Regions from separate parts of the Mus musculus genome. Here regions 1 and 2 are each linked to region 3. The links are chromatin contacts, called in public HiChIP or PLAC-seq maps. All regions are on one chromosome and are shown on one strand. Each heading gives the region's core, a stretch centred on a gene start, on an enhancer-like site or on the middle of the called end of the contact. The rest is flanking DNA. Distances are from core to core; before and after follow the strand shown.

Region 1 (4,057 bases), core at 907-3,406, 63 kb before region 3:
CCCGAGGCTGCGGCTGCCGCTGCGTCCGTGCCCCGGGCGGGCGCGGCGGGTCTCGGAGCATCCTGGCTCCACGGCGAGGCGGGCCGCTTTTACGTAACTTGCCTCTCCCTCGAGTGGCCGGCGACCTCGGGCCGGCTACTGGCCAGCCAGGTTGCCCCGGGCCTGGGCACCTGCCGGCCGCGCGCCCCTGGGACGGCTCCCTGCGCCGGGCGGGAACGCGCCCCGGCCTGCAGAGCCGAGCACTCGGCCGGGCGCGGCTCACCTGGCGCCCTCGGGACTGCGGGTCGCCTGGAGGGGTCGGGGTAGGGAGGCTGGGGACCGCAGGACTCCGGTCCCTGCTAGTTGCGGCTGGTGCACCCAGGCTCCTGCACCCGGGGGTGGGGGGAGGGCTTGCTTTTTCGGGTTCTCTCTCTAATCGCGCCCTACTCTTCCCCTTCCCCCTACCCCCTGCACCCGGTGCCAAGTTCACAGCTTCTGCAATGCGGTGGGTGTGGTTACCTCGCAGATTGTAAGTGTGGTCCTTCTGGTGGGAACATTCTTGCTTTCTTTCTCCTTTTAGATGTACTGATCTGAAGTTTTCTTGGGGGTCGGGGGGGGGGGGCGATTTACCTTCCCGTCTTTGCAGACCAGGGTTCAAGTTGGGAAGAGTGCTACAGAACAAATCGAATGATAAAGGGAACATGTGGTATTAATTAAGCATGGAGGCTGGGCAGTCCTGAGAGGGCCAGGCAATCCTGCTAATAACGCAATGCTTCCATTACGTGTTTAAGTTGGCGTTTCAGCTTTTTTACATTACTTTATGGAATTGCTTTTGCAGACATCCTTGGCTGGGGTTTTCAGGGGCCCGTTTGGGGATCTGTGGGGCGGTCGGATGTTCTGGGGGTTACTCTTGGTAGCATAACTTAACCAAGTAAAGGACTCATCAAATCCGGCGATCAAAAGAAATTTCTTTTTTGCGCCTTACACTGCCTTTTAAAGCCCCCATGAATCAAAAATGATGGAACTCCACGTATATCCGGAGGCCATGAATGCAGCACCGTTAGAGTTAAGTGGGGCTTTGAAGGAGTGAACCTGCGGAGGAGGAGGAGGAGGAGGAGGAGGAGGAGGAGGAGGAGGAGGAGGAGGAGGAGGAGGAGGAGGAGGAGGAGGAGGGATTTGATGATCCTTATTGACTCTGCTCAGTGCTTTTACCGCTGTCTTTGAATTGCATGGTCATTGTGGCATCAACTTTTTAAACCTTTGTTTGGAGTAACAAAGTTATCGTGAGAGGAAATAATTTCCAAATTGAAGAAGCATGCCTCTCCTTTGTTAGTTTCCAAAACCCCGATGGAATAAGCTGAAGGCTGTGAGTATTGAATTATTTACACTATGATTATTCCAATGGTCTAGAAAAAAAGCTAGATAATTAGAAGCACAAGCCACTGCATGAACTGATCTCGCGCACAGCAAGTTCTTGCAAAAACAGAGCATGTGTTTCGAGAGGTTTGATCGGAAACCAGAAGAGTGGCCTCTGTCGCTTGTAAACACCTTTAGGCCGAGGATTGTAGAGCTAGGGGGCAAAGGCCATTGTCCCAATGACATACTTACATCTAATTTTTTAGAGAATTTCCTTAGGCATAAATATGGTTTAGAGAGTGCGTTCGCCAATCCCCGTTGGGTCCTTGGACCAAGGCCAACTTTGATTTCTGTGGAAATACAAGATTCAGGTTTACTTCTCTGACTGGATCTGGGGTGTGTGTGTGTGTTGCTTTTTTAAAAATCCAAAGGCAGGGTTGGAAGAGATGACTCAGTGCTTAAGAGCATTGACTGCTCTTTAGAAGACTCTGGTTTGATTCCCAGCACTCACATGGCAGTTCACAACCATCCATTCCTCCAGTTCCAGAGGACCCAACATCTTCACTGAGACACGCATGCAGGCAAAACAACAATGCACATAAAGTAATCACAAATAAATGATAAGGTTTCTAAGTCCAATGGCCAAGCCACTAAGGGTGCACTGAGGTAGGAGTGAGGTGACAACCTGTGACCTCAGAGAGCTGTTGATGCTGTCCTTTCAGGCTAGTGTGGAGGGATTGGCTCATCAGTGCTTTCTTCGCTTGTAGGATGCACAGCCATCTTTTTTTTTTTTTTTTTTTTTTTTTGGATTGGATATTTTCTTTATTTACATTTCAAATGGTTGCCCCTTTCCAGGTCTCCCCTTAGGGAGCCCCCTATCCCCTACCTTGGACCCCTGCCTCTATGAGGGTGCTCCCCCACCTACCCACTCACTCCTGTCCTCCCACCCTGGCATTCCCATACACTGAGGGGAATTCTACAATGGATAGGTGGGAATCGGCGATTTCCATGGCAGTGAAAGTTGACTCCAAGAGTAGCCTGGGAAATCTTTCCTTTCGGGTGAGAATTCAAGTATAGCGAAGAGAATTTTCTTAAGTAGAGTACTCTGGTTGTCCTTCATAATTCTGTCCTCACAGTCTTTTCTGAATTCCACTCCCCTCTGAGTGTGAGCTTTATGATGGAGTATAAACTCCCCACTGAGAGCCACGAATCAAGTTCACCTTCAGCACCCCGTCCTTTCAGAAGGCTCACCACTAGTTGCTCATTTGATGGGAATTCATCAGACACTCAGGGCCCTTTGAAGGGCTCCACTGCTATTGCATTTGTCCTGGCTATAAAGGATTATGTCCCCAGAAACAGGGCCCGGACAGTGACATCATTGCTGGGCTGGGGCTATGACATCACTATGGCTCAGAGGAAAACAGGGTGGGGCAGGCAGAAGCATTGGAGTCCCATCGAAGCCTGCAGAAGCCTTTCATGAGGCTTTCACCGTGAACAGCACAACAAGGTATCGTATGGATGTGAAGTGGTAAAAATCTTCGAATATTTCTGTCCCATAAGAAAATACTGTGGGGTTCAGCAAGTCAGGCTTTTAAATTTATTAAGCCTGTAGTTGATCCTGTTTGCACTATTGTACTATTGCAATATCATGCGTAAATTTTTTTCATTTTTAGGTTATTAGTGCCATCTTTAAAATATCTCGTATCTTTTATACTTTCTGAGTTGGCAATGCTGTTTTGTGGTTTGACGCAATGTGCTTGCTGTTCACAACTGGGGAAAAATAGAAAAGCTAGAGGTGTCACAGGTGTAGGAGCTATCTGCCATGATCTGTGGGTAATTAGTTTCCATTCTAACTTTGCTTTATTTGCTGATATTATTTTGTAATTTGACATTTTAATCCTTGGAGAATTCTAGTGTGGAGACATGTCTGGTCCAAATTAGCATCTAACAGGGGGTCAGAGGACGCTCAGGTCCCGAGTGCTCCTATACTCTACGTACCTCATAGCCTATAAAGTATATTAGCTGCTTTTTATGAACTTAGTGTGATCTCATCAGGGCAGAGGGAAGAGCCACGCATCAGTCTCGGGTGTCTTCTGTCTGGGTCTTTGCAAAGATGACTGCCATGATTTCACCTTGATGAGGTAGCACTGTAGGAAGTCGGGGTGGTTCCTACTCAAAGGTTCGGCTATTCCAGGACACGTTCCTGAAGCAGAGAGAAGAAAAGGACTTGAGAACAGTGGAGGTAGAGAAGTCTAAATTAGGTGCTAGGCCTGCAGATCACTGGTGAAATGTCTTCGGTACTGTGGTTTTAGACCTTGCGATGATTGGTTAAATTGCACACTGCAGGACTGGAAGCTTCTATTAGCTCCCAACCCCTAATTCTTTTGTAATTTGCAGTATGGAAGAAAGGCTGACAACTTAATTTTAAGATAGCTGACATTTTGATACATTGTTCTTACAGACTTTCTTACAAACCACACATATGTGCACTCAACATAAGCATATGCACACACACACACACACACACACACACACACACACATGGAGGTAGTCTTGTGTTAAGCCTAGAAAACAAATGCATTGTTTAAATTTTTCCCTGTGATTATTGTTTTTCCTCCAATCATACTAGATCGAGTGCATGGTATGGGTTAGGATTTATTCTTCCTGGGTTTTTATCCCTGAAACAAACAGTTCTAACTCCTGATGCATTCGGTATGTATGC
Region 2 (4,049 bases), core at 1,549-4,048, 55 kb after region 3:
TTTTTTGTTTTTTGTTTTTTTTGTTTGGTTTTTAATTTTTTATTTATTTATTTTTATGCTTGTGTGAACCTAAATTATTATTTTCTTTCTTCTCTTTTCCCTGGAAATACTACATTTTCACCTCGAGCGTTTGTGGTAGTGTCTTGAACCCTGATCCAAATTCCATTTCCGTTTGACTACTAATATGTTTGGTATACTAAAAAAAAAAAAAAAAAAAAAAAAAAAAAAGAGGGGGTGGTGAGTAGAAAGTCACTGTGGAAGACTGACTGCTGGACTCTGTCTTACTCTGAATATAGGATCTAGATAAAACTCAAGATGAGCTGATGAAGCACCAAACCAATATTAGTGAGCTGAAAAGAACCTTCTTAGAAACCTCTACAGAAACTGCCTTAACAAACGAGTGGGAAAAGAGGCTCTCTACATCTCCCGTGCGGCTGGCGGCCAGGCAGGAGGATGCACCCATGATTGAGCCGCTGGTACCCGAGGAGGTCAGTATTCTGGCTACAAGCTGGTCGCCTTCTCTGTGGAGCTATTGCTTTCTCCATGAGGTCTGGGACTAGGAAAGGCGTGTGGTGATGCCTGGAACGAGATGCTCGGGGCTCCCAAGAAAGATGCCAGGTAAACAGAGTAAACAGTCGCTAAAGAGTGGAGAGAATAAGACTCAGCCTCTAATTGGGCTAATGACAGGCAAGCGCAGGAAGGCTCCAGAGCACATGGCTGGGTTCTTACCTGGACACCCCCCCCCCCCCCAGTTTCATACCTAGGAGAAGCTGATGATCGCTTAGTGAACTGATGCTTTCGGTAAACACACTTACTTCTCCTACACCGAGAAGCGCCCATAAACACTCATGCCTTCTTCTCATTAATGCGAAAGTGAGACCTGAGGAGACTGCTGTTTAAATGGGAGGTCGGAAGTTGAGAGAGCAAGTCAGGACATACGTTCCTCTGGCATATAATCCTGGGCTTTTATTTAATTTAATGTTTTTTATTTTAACCGTAACTGGTTATTTCAATTAATTCTAAATCGTTGGCTCCTTTTTTTTCTTAAGTGAGAGAAGCCCCCTTCTCAGTAAAACTTTCCCATATAAGAAAACTGACTTTAAATGACACAGTGGGGACAGCTATGTCACCCCAGGGCCCTTACTTTGCCTGTGTAGTGACCATTTGGCCACCCCCTAGAGAGCATCCTGCTATCTCTCTTTCAAAATAAATTGTTTCTGGAAAGTGCCCTCCTTATCAAGATCCTTTTACTGTGAGATACTTGCCCAAGAAGCTGTGATCGAGTGGAAAATTAAAACTCCCAACTGTTGTGTGAGAGAAAGCCTTTACACAATCGTGTATATGCATTCCTAAGTCCTTGCAGAGAAAATAAGAATCAAATTACATCCATTGTATGACATTTTCTTCCCCTCCTTTGAACACTGCTTGCTTATCACCAGGGCCAGTATCCCGTCATCACTGTATTCACGACAAAGCCAGTCCATCTGAAAAGAGAAGAGCTGGACACCCATTCCAGTTACTTTGAAGAAGATTTCTTTTTAGGTAGAATAAATAAAAGTAGTGTCACCAGAGTCTCCCTGTGCCATTGAACACTGGTTCTATTGCTTAAGTACCAGGAGACAGAGTTTCACATTTGTTGACTTAGTCATTATCGTCTTTGTGTTATCTGGAACAGCACTGACCAACCAAGGAAAGGGCTCCATTAATAAAGTACTTACTGTGCGATCCTGAGGAAGGGAATTTGATTCTCCAAAATGCTCTCTAAAGCCAGATGTGGCGGCCGTGTCCCTGCCACGAAAAGAGCCAGAAACCACTGAGTACACAGAAACTCCAGAGCCACCTGGGTTGGAATACGCAGCAGTAAACAACAAGAGACCCTGCCTCAAACGTGATAGAAGACAAGAACTAAAACCCATACATGCCGTGACACTTGTGTGCCTCTATCACGTACAAATACACATGTGCATGTGCGTACACGCACAACAAGCATGAGCAAACACACTTTAAAAAAAAAAAGTCACTCTCCAGTTATGCCATTATAAATTTAATGGTAATTTTCAAATCTGGAATGTTCTATTTCTGTTATCTCTTTTGGATACGATTTTCTGGCTCTAAAAATGTTAGACACTGGCTCGAGTTATAAATACATAAAGCAAAACAAACAGGCACCAAACCAAAACAAAGAAAAACAAAAGCCAAGCTTCTTTTTCCATGCTGATACTGGAGGAAGTGGTAGATAGTTGGTAGCCTTTCTGAATGATAATTTGGGCAATAGGAGATGTTAATAAACACAGACTTTAAAAGTCAAAGCCATAAGACTGATTAAAACCTGTTATTCCTGAATCTTCGGGAAGGGTGTTGAGTTAGTAATCGAAGGAGATGGTGCTCAGACCGCTCTGAATGTTCCCTAGATAGCCATGCCTTCTGTGTGCAAGCAGACAGTGGAGACAGCCCAGAAAGGCCTTTTCAACATAACCCAATAGAAACATCCCTTTGTAGCTAAAAGGCGGTCAGAGCTGGCGCTTGTGACTACTCTCACTCTCTGCTAAAGTGTGCAGGAGTTCCATATTGTTGCGTTAAATCTCTCCAACCCAGATATGCCCCGCAATGAAAACACAACTCAATTAATATGAATACATGCTGTGAGCCTACATTGGGCAGATCTCCCACTACTCGACCATCTCTTCCATCTATGAGACCCCTTAGAACTTGCAGTTTCTCCAGACCATGTGCTTCTGCTCTGCTTTTCTTCTTCCTCCTCCTCTGAGTCCTCTCCCTCTTCCATTTTCTCCTTCTCTCCCTCTACCTTCTGCTCCACCTTCCCCTTTATCTGCCCAATCATCAGCTCGCCTTTATTTTACAAATTAAGGTGGGGAGCTGGTTTACAGGAAATCACCTGAGTGCTGACTCATTACTTGTTCACAACCCTCACAGGAGAACAGAATTAACATCAAATATAATTAGCCCCAGGGCTATCCACAACACCGTATGCCATTGCTGTGTTACACAGATGAACTCAGGAGGCCCTGGTCTGGGTACACCGAGCTTGAGAATGATGCATGCTGGGTAACTGGGGTGATTCGGATCTCATCTTTCAGATGGCCCAAGCTCTTTGCTTCCCTAGACAGCTAGGTCAGGCAGAGCGACCTCTAGGCTCCCAGGGTTCCCCAGACAATTGTCAGTGTCTGTAGTCCAGCTGAGAGCCCTCTAAATAGCCCTAGGAGCAGTTGGAACATTCCTATTGTCTGAATCAACTCCAATTGCTATGTTTACACCTTGGCTTTCTTTCTGGCTCTCTGAAAAGCAGACAATTGTTTTAGCCTCACGCTAGGCATGTACAGAGCAGATTGGTTTACAGACTTATAGGCAATCAGTTTTATTTTGGATGGGGGCCACTTTTCAAACAATATCCACTACTTGGTATCTTTCTGTTATTTGATATGGCCACTTTAATTATCCAGTGCAGAAAGAAGCCCAGTTGTGTCTACTTAGAAATATTTAATTTATTTTTAAATTTGCATCACAAATAAAATAGCGCTATTTTGTATCAGAACTAAGCAGAGACTTAGATTCAAATTTACGACCCGATGTAATTGGTTTCGGCTTTGTGTTGGTTTTTGATGAATTTCAGTGAAAAAAAATGTGTTGAGAAAAAATTTAATAACATCAAATCTTTAATGTTATCTTCTTTTTAATCTATAGTGATTGAATGCTAATTGTTATTTCTGTAAGATGCTACCATTCATGAACAATTTGGAAAATCCTGAAGTTAACTGTCTAGTGAGCTAATAATGAGGATTATTGACTAATAGTGACTATGCAGTGACTGGTAATGATTATTCTGAGAATATCATGAGTTCGCTCTATGTTAAGTTGGACTTTGATTGCCAATGATTCCAAGTTTCAAACATCTGAGTGAAGGAACAGCAGAGAAATAGCAGGCGTGCCCCCAAAGCAGTGGCTACAACCAAGTCCCCATTAACATTAGCATACAGATCAGTTAACATCAAAGAGGCATGTGATCGGCAGCACAGGGCACAAACAGTCCC
Region 3 (3,764 bases), core at 868-3,367:
CTTGAGAAAAGGAAGAGAGGCTCCTAAAATCCCTCCTGCCTTTTAATGTGTCCTCTCTGTCCCCTTCTTAAGGCTGGGAGATATTATAATGAGCCGCGTAGCAAGTCCTTTCTCTTAAAAAGCTAGGAGTTGACAGTGCATTCCTTTAGACTTACATTGGAGCAGGCGAGCTGAGACTCTGAACAGAACTTGTTCAAGAGTGTAACATCAGTCTCAGGGCAGTCTCCAGTATTTCTTAAAGCTTATTTCTGAAAAATGAATGGCCAGGACCAGTGTGGCTCACTCTCTGAGCTCCGAGGATGGGGTGGCTAGAGCTCTGAAACACTGCCTTTTGTTTTCATTGAGAAGAGGAAGACCGATGGGGAGAGAAAATGTGTAAAGTCCTCCAGCCCTTGTGAGGAGCAAGGTTCTGTCTTTGCTTGGGACTGTATCAGGTGGGGTCTGTCCTTATCACTCGCAATTCCCATCAAGCCTGGATTTCCCAGCCTCACCTTCCTGAGAGGAACATGTCACCACGGAGTGATTTCCTGTTCCGTTTTCCCAGTCAATTACCAGTTCATTTCATAATCCCAGCATTTCCCCAGGAGAGACAGGTTACTACTTTGCCAGATTATCACTGCTGTCAGCTGAGGGCTTAAGTCAATGCCTGGCTTTTTATGGGTACACGTTTGGCCCGTCAGCACATGTGGGACGTCGCCCGCTGGCATCAGCTATGAGATGAAGATAAGTCTTCACACTGATGGAGCTCACCTGGGGGTGGCAGCTTGTGCCTCTTCAGGGCCATGCTCCTCCATTATTTCAGTCTGCCTCAGAGAAGAATTATTTTAACCTTGTCCCCAAATCATACACCTTACAAGTGACACCTGTAATCTCTTTGACCACAGTTCTGTTCCTAGGGACACAAGAGAACATGGTGCAGAGTTCAGTCTCTAGATTTTTATTTTTATTTGGCTTAGTTTGTGAGCGTGTCCATGCATGCATGCATGTGTGTGCATGTGTGTATGTTTAAATTCAGCAAAATATAGATGGACATCCAGGAAAGACCCAGGTAGGCATGCTATTGAGGGGCCTGTCGTAAGGATAGTAAAATATTTACCAAGTGACTCACCCAGCTCCCAGTATGTTACACTCTGGATAATTCTGCTGTGGTACAGAGTACACATTGGCAGGAATTAGTTTCTGAGTTTGGCTCACTCGCCTGTATTGGTGTCCAGCATCTGATTGGCAGATTGAGATGGGTAACGCGTTCTTTCAGCTTTTATTGCGAAAGGAAAAGTGGGGCTATTATTGGTTTGGAAACATTTTCAAATTCGAGGAAAACATCAGAGTGGATTTATGAGGCCCTTGTGGCTGAACTACTCCTGTGATCTTGTTTATGTTGACAGCAGCAGACACAAAGGAAAGATTTCCCATGGTAACATCTTCGTCCAGTGTTGTTAGCTCTCAACTAAATAATTCATTGGGAGATGCAAAACATGAAAACCTGGTGAAATGCTACCTGGTGAAATTTAATAGATTTCCCCCTCAGTTTGTTAATGGCAGCATAGCATATTCTCTCACTAGTTATCATTTACTGGCAACTAAGTAAATTTTAGCAGTGGTTGGTTTGGCCCCTTGTTTCAGGCTCAGGGTGTGTTTACTATAAAGCCAACTGTCTTTTGGATGCGAGGCCACCGCTCTAGCTACATAAGAAAGGATTGCTAATCATTCTTGCCAGGGATTTTTGTTGTTGTTTGATGGGTTGATTTGGAAGGTGTCTGGGGTTCATGTTGGGGGAAGGGTGTTTGCAAGGTTTCTGAAAAGCCAGAGGGCACTTCAAGGGCCAGTCCTTCGCGGACCTGGCAGTTCTCCACATACACCAGACTGCATGACCTGTGAGCTTCCAGGAATCCACCTCTTTCTCCTTTCCTGGTTTCTGGGATCTCTTAAGTGGATCCTGAATATCGGACTCAGGTCCTCACACTGCAAAACAAACACTTCACTGACTAGCTGCCTCCCTGCCCCTGGATTTTCTTTATAGCCGTCTGGCCATCTTTTCTGGGTTTTGTGTGAGACATGCTGACAGCAGCTGGTTTCTCCACAAACAGGGCCATCCGAAGTTGTGAAATCAACTTAACAGCCTCGTGTTTTCTTAAAGGCTTATTGAGAGGAACTTGCTGTGTCTGTCTCATGACAGACTCCTGAAGGCATCTAGAGTTCATTAAAGCAGGATGTGAAAAAATCACATCGTCTCTCATCTCGTTCACTGGTAGGAGATGGGCATAAGTTAGCATTTTATTTCAAGTAGTTACACATATCCAGGCTTTAAAAATATATTTTTGAAGGTCATATAAATACCCTAACAATGGGAGGGCTGAGTTTCTGCAAAGAGGAGGATGAATAAAAGCAGTCGAGGGTGTTGTTACAGTCTTAGTGAGGTCTTCCCAGCCCACTCTATAGAAGAATTGAGTGCTGAGCTCCAGCGTCCCAGCCTTCAGAAAGCTGTGTGTCATTATTCACCTTGGTCACATATTGCCTTTGCCTCCAGTGTGTTTCTTACCCTTCAAAGTCCTCACTTCTTCCATCTGTAAAACACAGGCTCAGGGTCATCGTAAGAAACAGAGAGAATGAATGCTCTCCAGATGCCAGGGACTGATCTGCAGCACTTTGCAAGTTCAAACGCTTCCCTAAATTAGTGACATGGGCATTCCATACAGCATAAAGCATATCCTTCTGGAAAGTACTTAAGAATAAGTATATATATATATATATATATATATATATATATATATATATATATATTACTCTATATAGCTGGTGGATTTTTTTTTAAATAGAACTAGAATCATCTCCGTCTCATACTGTCTTGAAAATCCGCTTTCATCACTGTACTGTATCAGACACTGGGCAGTGTGTTTTACCTTTTGAGAAAGGAAGTTCCCCGTGGCTCTCCATTTCCAGTATTGCTGAAACCAGGAACGAGCATCAGGATTCCCCAGTCGGCAAACCATTTGATTAGCACTTTTAGAAATGCTCGACAATTTCAGGAGAGCGCCAAGTTGTTGTGCCCTCTGACCAGACAGTGGAGAGATGGAGCAGCTGCCCGGGAAAACAGTTACCCTGCCTTTGCTCACACAGCCACAGTGACCCTGCTGCAACCAGGGGACCCCATTGTCAGACACCAGGAGGTGCTGAGCAAGCTTGGACATGCTGTGGGCATAATTATGCACACTCCATCCCAGCATGCCTGCTGCCTCTCTGTGTGCTGAGTCACCTTTTATGGTAAGTGAGGAACTGCAGTTCTCCCCTTAGGTAAGGAACTACTCAGATGGCATAGGATGGTCAGAGAAAGAAGAGACCACATGAGGGAGTCACCCTGCTTTGTCTACATCCTTAGTGCCTCTCAAGGTTGCGTGGAACATTCTTCTCCACAAAGCCTCGAGTTGTTGTCATGTGTGTTGTCGTACCTAATAACCCTGCATGGGTAGAGGCTTCTACCATGTTCAGTTAGATTTCAGGTATCTTTGAAATTGTAGGTCGACCTCTACCTGCCTGTCAGAGCCAAGGAGAGGCCAAGGCCTCTTTCTTTCTGCCCCTCATCTCTTGAAGAGTTCGGTACTAAGCTGAGTTTTCTTAAAATAATGAGAAACACAATAGAAGCCGCTGGGAACAGTAAAGAGCTGGAAACCAGGCCGCGGCTCTCTAGTTTGTGTTGGGACAGATACTTTGCTCTCTGGGAGCTTTCCTTCCTGGAGACGGTTTGGCTCTTTGAGGACTAGATTCTT

Evidence for each region. HiChIP or PLAC-seq counts read pairs in DNA pulled down with a chosen protein or histone mark.
Region 1: a contact with region 3 is called in an H3K27ac HiChIP or PLAC-seq map of embryonic fibroblasts, with 27 read pairs. The contact joins the promoter of Epb41l3 here to the enhancer-like site in region 3. A contact is called at or near these places in 3 of 39 promoter capture datasets (the 3T3-L1 cell line and hippocampal neurons), 1 of 15 datasets of contacts at CTCF or cohesin (the NIH/3T3 cell line), 19 of 484 Hi-C or Micro-C datasets (the 3T3-L1 cell line, the C2C12 cell line, cerebral cortex and 8 more), 4 of 115 datasets of contacts at active chromatin or transcription factors (cardiomyocytes, embryonic fibroblasts and embryonic stem cells) and 2 of 9 other capture datasets (adipose tissue and pancreatic islet).
Region 2: a contact with region 3 is called in an H3K27ac HiChIP or PLAC-seq map of embryonic fibroblasts, with 10 read pairs. The contact joins the promoter of 2410021H03Rik here to the enhancer-like site in region 3. A contact is called at or near these places in 1 of 15 datasets of contacts at CTCF or cohesin (the NIH/3T3 cell line), 3 of 484 Hi-C or Micro-C datasets (embryonic fibroblasts and ventricular fibroblasts), 3 of 115 datasets of contacts at active chromatin or transcription factors (embryonic fibroblasts and embryonic stem cells) and 2 of 9 other capture datasets (adipose tissue and pancreatic islet).

The regions. Positions count from the first base shown.
Region 1 is chr17:69,157,200-69,161,256 of GRCm38.p6, forward strand. Epb41l3 (erythrocyte membrane protein band 4.1 like 3) reads left to right here and starts at 2,157. Exons shown (of 23, transcript NM_001355734.1): 1 at 2,157-2,842.
Region 2 is chr17:69,274,408-69,278,456 of GRCm38.p6, forward strand. 2410021H03Rik (RIKEN cDNA 2410021H03 gene) reads right to left here and starts at 2,799. Exons shown (of 3, transcript NR_045428.1): 1 at 2,653-2,799; 2 at 1,719-1,788; 3 at 955-1,499. Epb41l3 (erythrocyte membrane protein band 4.1 like 3) reads left to right here. Exons shown (of 23, transcript NM_001355734.1): 16 at 297-488.
Region 3 is chr17:69,220,389-69,224,152 of GRCm38.p6, forward strand. The region is part of intron 3 of Epb41l3 (erythrocyte membrane protein band 4.1 like 3); the gene reads left to right. Among named protein-coding and RNA genes, the nearest start is that of 2410021H03Rik, 55 kb to the right of the region's middle. Within about 2 kb of position 2,118, at least 58 of the 459 cell types and tissues checked have an H3K27ac peak or open chromatin away from gene starts, as enhancers often do. A contact at or near this core is called in the C2C12 cell line, embryonic fibroblasts, embryonic stem cells and 2 more, where this site is marked.